2 separate regions of the Mus musculus genome follow, and region 2 is linked to region 1. Evidence: chromatin contacts called from public Hi-C data. All regions are on one chromosome and are shown on one strand. Each heading gives the region's core, a stretch centred on a gene start, on an enhancer-like site or on the middle of the called end of the contact. The rest is flanking DNA. Distances are from core to core; before and after follow the strand shown.

Region 1 (5,207 bases), core at 771-3,270:
AGGTTGTAAGTTCAAGGTTGTAGTGGCAGGTTACCTTGTAAGTTCTTACCAAGCACAGGCAAGACTCTGGGTTCTGAGACACTGCAGAGAAATCAAAGCTCAGAGGATCTGGAATTTGAATCTTCACCTTCTGAACTTCATCCCAGGTACTTCGACCTCAAGGCCAGGCAGGATATTGCCTGCCCAGCCTCAGCACCCCTCACAGGTGGTTCTGGCGGGCTCTCCTGGCTGCACATCTCTTGTATCCAGTAGCATCTGGGGAGCCCCCACTGCTGTCACTCAGCTTAGGAGTTACCGAGGAGCTTGGGGTGGCTTGATGGTTGTCTGGAGGACCTACTGCTGCCCCTGTGGCCTCCTTCCTCATACGTTCTCCCACTTGTGTCCTCTTTGCCTCGAGCGGTCCTTCTGATAACCAAAGGGGAATGACCTGAGTCACTTGAGAAAAGCCAGAGGCGACTGAGCGAAGATACCCAAGGTGTCCAAGGAGACAAAGAGGACTCTTGAGCTGACCCCTTGGTCCCCAGTGGCTGGTGGCACCAAGGCCCCTCCCATTTGGAGGTGAACTGAAAGGGAGGTTTCAGGCATAGCTGGGAAGTCACCTATGATTCCTTTGCTCAGGGAGCCATTGCAGAAGGGACTCTTCCTCTTCATCCAGCCAAGAGCAAAGGGCATAGATAGGAGGGGCTTCAAAGTGGCTGCTGCTGAAGGGCCTGCCTGTGACAGGGACCAAGTGGATGTGTCATTCTTAGAGGTCATCTGAAGGACATGTCCTCAGTGTAGAAGCAGTGAAGGGAGACAGCTGGGTTAGGATTGCCTAGTACCACCCTGTCCCAAATCTCCTAGCTCTGCCTGGTAAATTAGTACAGGAGGCGGCCCTGAAGTCTGCTGATTCATAAGGATTGGCCGTGTTTCCTTGTCGGGGTTAAGGTGGAAGTTGGAGGATCTACCAGGCTTTACACCAGGGTCCTGGCACTCCTGCAGCCCTGAGAGAATACAGGGAAGAAAACCCAAGGCCAGCCAAAGCTTTGACCTTAACATAGTTCCCTCAGCAGACCACCATGATTGAGTGAGGGCTGGAGTCCAGAGCAATGTGACAGCTACAGCTACTTTGTGACAATGAGGCCATCCTAGGGTCTCCTGTAACTTACAAGTGTTATAGGTAGCCAGGAAGCAAAGTTTTTTGGTTGGGTTTGCTGGGTTTTTGTTGGTGTTTTTTTGTTTTGTTTTGTTTTTTTTCGAGACAGGGTTTCTCTGTGTAGCCCTGGCTGTCCTGGAACTCACTCTGTAGACCAGGCTGTCCTTGAACTCAGAAATCCGCCTGCCTCTGCCTCCTTAATCCCTTAAGGGCGTGCGCCACCACTGCCCGGTGGTTTTTGTTGTTTTAAGCACAGTGTCTTATATAGCCTAAGCTGGCCTTGAACTCTGTATATAGCCCAGGCTAGCCTTGAATTTCTGATGTTTCTACTTCAAACTCCAGCATGCAGGGATTGTAGACACGTGCTAACACACGTGTTATTTTGCTGTTGTTTGTTTGGTACAGAGTCTCTCTGTGTAGACCAGCCTGGCCTTGAACCCACAGAGATCTGCCTGCCTTTGCCTCCTGAGTTCTGGGATTAAAGGTGTGCACTGCTGTGCCTGGTTTAGTGTTAGGCAGGGTTCTACCTGTGATTTCACTAGATGAGAAAAGTCCTTAATTTTTTAAAAAGCTCATTTCACTTCCCCTCTCTCCTTGGCTCCCTCTGAGGGAAAGCTGAGTGTGTGCCAGGTACCATACGGGGTCCTTCCCTCCTCACCTCTCCCCTGCACAGTGGCCACTAGGGAAGCACACTGTCATTTAGAACATGTGTGCCCTTCCTTAGCCAAGGCTATGAGTTGAGAAGAGGTGGAGACCTCAGAATAGGTTCCAAAGGGGGCTGTCACATGTTAGGAGCCAGAAAGAGGGCTGCCCATGGGGAGACAGGGAAAGAATACAGGGAAGTCATTCTTGCAGGCACCAGCCTTTACCATCAGACTCAGGCAATGCTTGCGTGTGGGCGGGACAGGACATGACAACGCATCGCCCCCTAGTGGAGAGCATGCAGGCGGTAGTATCTTTTTCTGGAATATGTGAATGAAAGTCACCTGTGTGTAAGTCATGCCTAGAAGTGCTTCCTAAATGTGAATGTTGGTGCTGCCGTGCACATCCAGGAGTCCTGTGCTTCCTGTAGGATCAGGAGGTTCGCAGCAGCCCAAATCTTAGTTTCCAGTGTCTTAGCATCATCCTTAATTCCTGAGCCAGTAGTAGACCAGCTTCCTCCTCCCTGGGGAAAGTGATTGTCTGCCTGTCCAGCTGCCCTCCAGAGTCTGCAGAAGAGCCCGGAAGCTGCACAACACTTCCTCTGCTTGCCTTAGACTGACTCACGGCCACCTGGCCTTGACCACATCCTGTGGAATGTAGGAAGGGTTGTAAAAAAGAAAATGTTTTTTGTTCTTACAGCTAATGTTTGCTGCACCTACGAATGCTTACCTTATGACTCAGTCTCAGGTCCCATTCCCCGTTGTCATCAGAAACGCTTGCCAGTGTGTCTGGTGTCTGCAGAGCGGAGCAATTCAGAAGGCCTGGTGTTGGGGGTAGACTGGGGGTGTTAAGGGCAGGTGCTGCAGAAGGACACCCAGAGACCTTTCCTCAGTTACCAAGGTCCTCTGACACCTTCTGCAGTCCCCTGTGCCAGCTTTGGCTTTCCCCTCCAAAAAATGGGAAAAAAAAATCTGACCTATGGGACAATTGTACTGGCCTGGTTTCTGGAAACCCAGTTGTTCTCTGAGCCTATAGTGCAGGGGCTAAGGATGAAGAGCAAGTGTGGACAAAACCACTGGGCCTCAGGAGTGCTAAGGGCATGCTCAGCCTCAGCCTTAGTGGTTCTAAGGCCTTGAGGGACCCCTTGGAAAGGCAGTCTTGTTCCTTCAGAGGGCCCGGTAGGGAGAGGCTTCTAATCTGAATTTGCTTCTTCAGCTGTAACCATCCCCAGCCACTTCTGTGTCCTCTTCACTCCTGATCCACACATGGGTCCACACCCGCCCCTCTCCCAAATCGTTCCTGCTCATACTGAACTGCTTTAGGCTGCTGGACTGAATTCAAGAACCAAGATTGATGAAGGGAGCTGTAGCAGCAAACTAGGCTAGAGGCTAGGCTGGGGTATGGGGGAGACAATGAGCTGACATCTGACAAGATAATGTCATAGGAGGTGCTGAGGTAAAGTGAAGGAGGAAGCCACTAATATAAAGAGATGGGCTTATCTAAGGTGGGGGTAGTGTGGGTGGCATCCTGGATAGAAATCAGATTCTAAGACCTGGAGTAACTCAGGGGACTCGGGGAGAGGGGACCCACCAGAGCGAATGATGAACTTAGGCCAGGCTGACATGGGGAGGTCTGGTGAACAGCCCCGCTCTCAGGCTCCAGTAATATCGTTTCTGCTGATTCAAAGTGGTCCCGTGGGTAAGTAAGAGGGAAAGGCCCCAAGAAGGAAGTTTGAGTCCTGGGTTCTAATCCAGATCTGCCTTCCAACCTTTCACATCAGCAGTGCCGTTAGCTTCTGGTGTCCCATCAGATAAGAGAGAGGGCACCTGTTAAGTAGACGGGCTCTTTTTCAGTTGAGAAACTGTAACTTTCAAAGGTGTGGGTCCATTGGACCAGAGCTGGACCCCGTTATGTATTGGTCTGAGTACTATTTACCTCTTCATTTCCCCTCTGCAGCTTCCAAGAGGTTAGAAGAGGCTCACAGGGAGGTGGTGTCTGGAATTTTCCATCTATGTACCCTGAAGTCACTGTAGAAGCACCTCTTTACAGCCCAGACAACCCTACCCTGCCTTGCCCTGTCTGTGAGCATGCCCTATCATGTCTGCTTTGATGCCAGTGGCCAGAGGGTAGCAGACTTGATCTGCAATGGCTCTTCTGGGGCTCCCCCATCTCTAAGCCATGGGGCGATGCTTCTGTTCGAGTCATCATTGCTGTTCATGGCTGGCCCCTGGCACCCAGGGCACGCAGAGGAAACAGACACGCCAGACCCAGCCTCACAGTGGTCAGAGCCTCGCTGTGAGAAGCCCCCCAGCTTAGGTTTCCATTCTTTAAAGAATACATACATCTCACAAGGCTGTCAGGAACAGTCATTAAGATTACTGCCAGGTCAGGGCCTCAAGGCTTGAGAAAAGAACCCTCGAAGCAGGATATTGTTGGCCTTGTAAAACTAAGAGATGGTATAGCTCGCCCTTTGGGGACTACATCGGTTCCTCTCACTGGCAAGTCTGAGAATCCGGAGCCAGCAAAGATCTCATCACTGTTGCCCGTGCACAGTGTCCTCTCTTAATGTTGTACTTAAAAAGGGACTCACGTGCCCACAGAAGCACTCTGAGAGTCAGATATACTTGAAAAATGGGGGTTCAGGACCTGGGGAGATAGCTCAGCTGTCCGTGTGCGTGTCACACAAGCAGCAAGGAAGAGGACCACAGGTCAGATCGCCAGAACCCATGTAAATTCCCAATAGCTATGGGGTCCCCCTTTTACTTCCATGGTCAAAATATGAGGAAATGAGACCCCCAGAGCATGCTGGCAGGTACACTAGCTGAATCACACAGCTCTGGGTCCAGCTGACCAACTGCCTCAATGAGCACAGTGTGGAAGACACCCAGTAAACTCCCAACATTGACCTCGGGCCTCCACATGCACACTTGTGCACATGTGGACATGCGCACACACAGCACACATGTGCATGAAAAAAAAAGGAGAGAGAAAAAAATACAGGTTTATTTCATCATCAGACCCTTGTCTTGCCATGTTGCTGCCCAGAACCCAATCTCTGAGTGGGCTTAACCCGTGGGATTCTAGAGGTGACTCGGGAAGGTTAGTTAAGAGCCGAGAGTGAGCCCGAGTCTGTTAGACTGAGCACCTAACCCATTGGCTGTGTTTATCCTGGACGATTTCTCTAGTTCATAATGCTATTCAGAATGCTGGTTTAGGAGGTTTTCCATTAAGCTACAGAACTGGGGCAACAAGAGAGAGTCTCGGCCTGCTTCCAGTCTGTACCCGTTTTTGCCTGTTTGCAGCTCTACGGAAGGCGTGCCCCCTGGGAGGACCCCGCCAAGTGGGTAATGGACACCTACCCATGGGCCGCCAGCCCACAGCAGCACGAGTGGCCCCCACTCCTGCAGCTCCGGCCTGAGGACGTGGGTTT
Region 2 (5,207 bases), core at 1,916-4,415, 320 kb after region 1:
AATTCTGCACACCTGGCAGGGCTCAGGAGTGGGGAACGGGGCTTGCACAGGTTCCCTATGGATGCATGACCAAGGCTAAGTGTCCCTCAGTATCTGTGGGGCTCATAGTCTTCATCTCCACTGGTTCCCTGTTGACAGTTTTCTCAGGGCACTAGAGTGGTACCCAAAGCTGGTAGCTGCATATCAGAATCACCTGGGAATGAGCAATGTCAGTCACTTAAGGAACAAACTTGATGAATTAAAGATCAGACTGCATCAATGACTCTGGGAACCAGGATTTAAAATCTTCTCAGATTTGGACTTAGGATCCATCTCAGTTGATAGAGTATTGTGTACCGTGCATAGGACCCCGAGTTTGATCCCTAGCACAGCATAAGCTCGGTGTGGTAGTGAATGTCTACGATTCATTCCAGCACTCTGGAGGTGGAGGCAGGAGGACTAGAAATTCAAAGTCATCCTTGACTGCATAGCAAGCTTGAGGCCAGTGGGTTACATGAGATCCCATCTCAATAAAGGAAGCAATATGTTGTTTTTGCTCAAGTATAAGCCAAGCTAGGAACTAACTACCAGGGTAGAAGTTGCTCAGTGCCTTTCTGTTTTTCTTGCCGTTGGGGACTGAACACACACACGTGAGCCACCATTGAGTAACTAACACCCTCCCCACCTCCAGAATAGTTTTTGACAATGTGGACCATACTTGGTTTTGGAATGAGGCGTGGCCCACCTTCTTTGCCTCATGCAGTACTTACCTCTAAAAAAGAAAAAAAAAAATCTGTGATTTTGGAGAGATTCACTTGCAGCTCTCCACAGAATCCCAGGCAGCAATCAGATGCCAGAATATCTTCTTGGAAACAACCAGCAAGTTTAGATCAAGCACGTTATTCCAGGAATTGCCTCCTGGAGTGGAGAAAACTCAGGTCATAACCCATCCCAGAGTCCAGCTTGTCTTTGCCAAAATCTGACTGGAAAGGAAGTTCCCTTCCAAGACTATGTGCTGGATCAAGTTGTGGCTTTTGATTTAGGATCCAAGGATGCTTTCTGGAGCGAGCCTGAGAGGCCATATGGTCACAGCGATCAGTGTCCTGCAGCTGTCCCCCAGGTGGGAGTATCATTCAGAAATATGCAGTCTTCTACCAAGAAGGTCCACTCTCACCAGTGTAGCATCTGAGCACATATTAAAGACAGCCACTTTCACTGCACGCTGTCTGTCTGAGACGCTCTTTCATTGACTATTCAATGTTAATATGCACAACAAGCCTACATAGGCATTCCGTTGTTTCTATGTCACAGGCGAAAAACCTTGAGCAGAAGCTCTGAATTAGGTGTCTGGTCGGACTTGGGGACTGGAGTCCAAGTATGCATGTCTTTTAAGGCCACAGACTTACCCCAGTGCTAAATGCTTCCTAGACTGCAAGGCTGCACCATAAAGTCACATTTTTACCCCTCTTGAACAGAACCTGCGGATTGCAGACGGCAAGTGACGCGATGATTATTGTTTTTTTTCCCCAGATGACTAAGGGGAGTTTTCAAACTTGCAATGTAAGTTGCAAGGTCTGCATTTTGGGCCATGTGACCCCCATATTTTCTGCCTGTCCGGGGTGTTTAAAGAATCTTTGGTCCACGTGTTCTAGTCTATCAAGTCCCAGCAAAAGTGATATCATGACAGGTGTTCCCCCCCCCCAGTGATATTTGTGGTTGATATTCTGTGTGATAGCAAGAAAGATCACGCACGCAATAGCTAAGCTATCACTGTGATGATTCTACGTGGAGGCATCCGTGCAAAGGGAAAATTAGAGACAGATAAATATGGTACGAAACTGCTCATTGCAATCACATTCACAGTGCTGGAAAGCAGTAGGAACTTAGTATGTGATAAAGAGCCCCACAATTCCATTGCTCAAATAAATCATGGCTCACCCTTCATAATAAGTTATTCTATAATCATTAAAAACAAATAGTCATATATAAAAGCATGGGAAAAACCTCCCACATCCTAATACATTTAAAAGCATGCTATGTTCATAGTGGGATTTTATCTTTATTAGAGATACCTACATGGATGTAAGGATAAAAATTTGAACAATTTGGGGCCCATCTTTGCTCCATTTTTCTGTCATAGATATGCATCTATTGTGTAGTCTATTCATTTTTACATGTGTGTGTTTATTCTTTTTAAAGCTACCTAGGTACCTTGGCCAGGCATATAGGTGATGCCTTAAGAGAGAGGCAGGCATGACCCTGCCCTGGTTTGGATTCATGTCTCTCTCCAGTGTGGTGTGAAGCAACCCTGAGAGGCAGAGGGCTATGGGGCCTGGCATGGCTAGGCATCTATTCACCAGCCGTACACCATTAAAACAACCAGAGCACAGACAATGGGCATATTTCTCTGATTATTCCTAGGAGCCCATGAATGAGTCAGAGGCCGCAGCACGCTTAGCCATAGTTTCTAATTTTTTTTTTGTTAATTAAATAAAGCAAAGTATCAATATTCCCCCACCCCCTCTCTGCACTCCCCTCAGCTTCTGCATTACTTGTACATGGGTGGGCTCTATACATGGGGTCAAGTTCTCTTTGATAGGGGTTTCAATCCTGTTGGGTTTTGAGGTGCCGTAGAAAGGTAAGAGAATCCTGACCTATAGAGATACACATTGCTTTAAATCCCTTCTGCTTGGCCCAGCTGTTGGGAATTTAGACAATAGCTTTTCCCATGCCATCTCCAAGATGAATACACCAAGCTAGGCTTCTTTGGGAAATGGACCTGATGCCCCCTCTCCTCCCTTGCAGTGTTCCCCACATGACCCCCAAGGCACCGCCTCAGCCCTGTAACCACTTCGTTTTCAAAGCAAGCCTGGCACTGTCCCAGGAGATGAACGGACGTATAAATGGCTTAACATTGTGACCCTCACACACAGTGGGTGGAGGTGTGTCCACCACCAGTGTTGCTCTGATCATGTTGTCTGATTGTTCATGTCAGCATGCAGATGCCAAGCACTGTGCCCACTCCAGCCCGAGACCAGCCCTGGGGCTGCCTACAGAGAGAGGCAGAACATGCCTAGTCATTTCATCTTCCTTCCCGTTTTTATTAAGGCAAGGCCTTGTTCTGTAGTTCAGATGGCAATCCTCTAGTCTCAGCTTCCTGCGTCTCTAGGTACAGCTTGTAGGACAGGCTACTGCCCAGGCTGACTCAGCCCTCCAAGGATCTGCAATGGAGGACAGTTTGTCCCTACCCTGCGGAATGAGTTCAGCCACTGTTTTGTTCAAACAGGGCCTTAGCTGGGTCAGCTCAAATTGGAACAGTATAAACACCATTTCTATTTCTGGAATGGCTTAATTTTCATTAGAACTTTAATTAAATGATCCCTTTTCTCCCCGGTCTTTCCTGTGCTTTCATTTATTAATAATTGCCCGAGTAAAGAGAATCCCATTCCAACAGCTTTCCAATTTAGCCGATCATTATCGCTGTTCTTTGTTCGGGGTTGTTGGGCCGCGGAGCTCTGATGAGATGGCCTGTCACTGCTTCTCTGGCGGACAGAAAGGGCAGAGAGCCGAGAAGCACGCTCCTGCCACCTAGTGGTTAGAAGAGACATTGCAGGAGGCTCGAGGCTGCTGGTGGCTCTGCAGCATTGCAGTGGGAACCTGGAACTGGATCTTATGAGGCTACACTGGGTTGGCTGGTCGGTGGTCCTCTGGGCATTCACGGGTCCAGGGAGTCTTTACAAAGGCAATTTTGGAAGCAAGCAGCGATCACTGAGATCTTAGCGGATGGGTTGCTTTTCATCAGGAAAAATCAGAATTAAGCCGTGGTGATTTACGCCAAAAGGATCTGAGTGGAACTTTAATCCCCTGGTTCAGGGGATTAAAAGAAATTAAAAGAAGAAATTAAAAGAAATTAAAAGAAGAAATCTTCCCCAGCAAAGATTTGATAGTCGGGAGTCTGGAATCCTTCTGAAAATGTTTTTGTTGTTGTTGTTTTTATTTTGTTTTGTTTTGGTTTTGTTGTTTTGTTTTTTTAATTAAAGAGCTAATGTTGAAAAGGCAGCTTCTAGGAGACACCTAGAAACAGATTCTCAGCCTGAGATTTAGCAGAGCCAGTTTTTGTTTTTGTTTTTGCTTTTGTTTTTGGTCTGGGGTGGTAAGACTACTAGTGTTTGGTGAGCAGCAGCCAGTGGCTATTACCACATAGGACAGCCTTCTTCCAGCAAAGAATGATTTGGCCCGGGAAGTAATTATTAGTACTCCTCGGAGAGAGTCTGGGGAGCCAATCAGAAGGGGAGGGGTTTTCTACTGTTATTTGAATCTTGCTTGTTTGAGATAAGGTTGGGCTCACGCTCCTGGCAGCCTTCCTGTCTCAGCCTGTCACATGCCGGGATTACAGGTGTACACCACCACACGTGGTCTAATGTGCATCCGAAGACTGAACCGGAGGCTTCGTGCTGCTAGGCAAACACTCTAGCAATGAGCAACATCAGCAGCCCATGTTGTTGGAATCTTCCCTCGGCATTCTGAGATAACTAGGGGTGGGGGTGGGGGAGCAGCCGGCCATTGAGGTAGGTCAGTGTGTTCCTCGGAAGTGATACAGAGTACAGTCTGCCTCGTGGACAGGTAATATGACGAAGATTGAGTTACTGCTAGGATGTATTGAGTATTTTTAAGCCTCTTATCTCACTTACTTTGGACCCTGCAATAGCCCCGTGAACGAGATCCATCCATCCCTAGCAGTTGGAGGTGCTCTCAGGCCTGGTGGAAGCCTGAACCCCCACTCTTGCCCTTGTGGCTGCACTCACAGAGGGTGTGGCTCGGGGCATGGTTTGGGGCGTGGCTTGGAGCGTGGCACAATGCATCTTCACTGCATGCATTTTGTCATGGTGTCTAGAACAATTTTAACTCATTCTCCAAAACTTAGAAAAGGAAGATGGTATGCAGACTCACTTTCTGCATCTGGACCTGAACATCTGGAAAAGGTCATTGCGGATTGGTGGGAACAATCTGTCTGCTGCTGCCGTCATTCCCCATTTGTGCCTTCCTCCTTGGGCCCCTGTGCTGGACTCTCTAGGTGCACGAGCCCATGAGCCCTGCTGTGTACTCCAGAGTGGGGTAGATCAGAGTGAGGACTGCAAAAAGCAAGTGCCCCGTTCCTCCTGGCAGGACTTGCATCCTTGGTAAGCGGCTGCAGCTCTGGGTACCAGCTGATTCCAGGACTTGGCTCA

What was found. Hi-C and Micro-C count contacts between places; a contact is called where the count stands out from the background.
Region 2: a contact with region 1 is called in a Hi-C map of stem cell-derived neural stem cells, with 2.3 times the contacts expected there. The contact joins two enhancer-like sites. A contact is called at or near these places in 8 of 39 promoter capture datasets (the 3T3-L1 cell line, the C10 cell line, embryonic stem cells and 3 more), 5 of 15 datasets of contacts at CTCF or cohesin (CD8 T cells, the NIH/3T3 cell line, embryonic stem cells and 2 more), 123 of 484 Hi-C or Micro-C datasets (the 63-12 cell line, the AML12 cell line, the AtT-20 cell line and 67 more), 14 of 115 datasets of contacts at active chromatin or transcription factors (the NIH/3T3 cell line, astrocytes, bone marrow-derived dendritic cells and 9 more) and 2 of 9 other capture datasets (embryonic stem cells and liver).

What each region holds. Positions count from the first base shown.
Region 1 is chr7:49,599,346-49,604,552 of GRCm38.p6, forward strand. It overlaps Nav2 (neuron navigator 2), which reads left to right. Exons shown (of 39, transcript NM_175272.3): 38 at 5,080-5,207. Among named protein-coding and RNA genes, the nearest start is that of Dbx1, 35 kb to the right of the region's middle. Within about 2 kb of position 2,021, at least 132 of the 459 cell types and tissues checked have an H3K27ac peak or open chromatin away from gene starts, as enhancers often do. A contact at or near this core is called in the Ba/F3 cell line, the C2C12 cell line, the HL-1 cell line and 5 more, where this site is marked.
Region 2 is chr7:49,920,041-49,925,247 of GRCm38.p6, forward strand. The region is part of intron 5 of Slc6a5 (solute carrier family 6 (neurotransmitter transporter, glycine), member 5); the gene reads left to right. Among named protein-coding and RNA genes, the nearest start is that of Slc6a5, 12 kb to the left of the region's middle. Within about 2 kb of position 3,166, at least 74 of the 459 cell types and tissues checked have an H3K27ac peak or open chromatin away from gene starts, as enhancers often do. A contact at or near this core is called in the Ba/F3 cell line, the C2C12 cell line, the HL-1 cell line and 5 more, where this site is marked.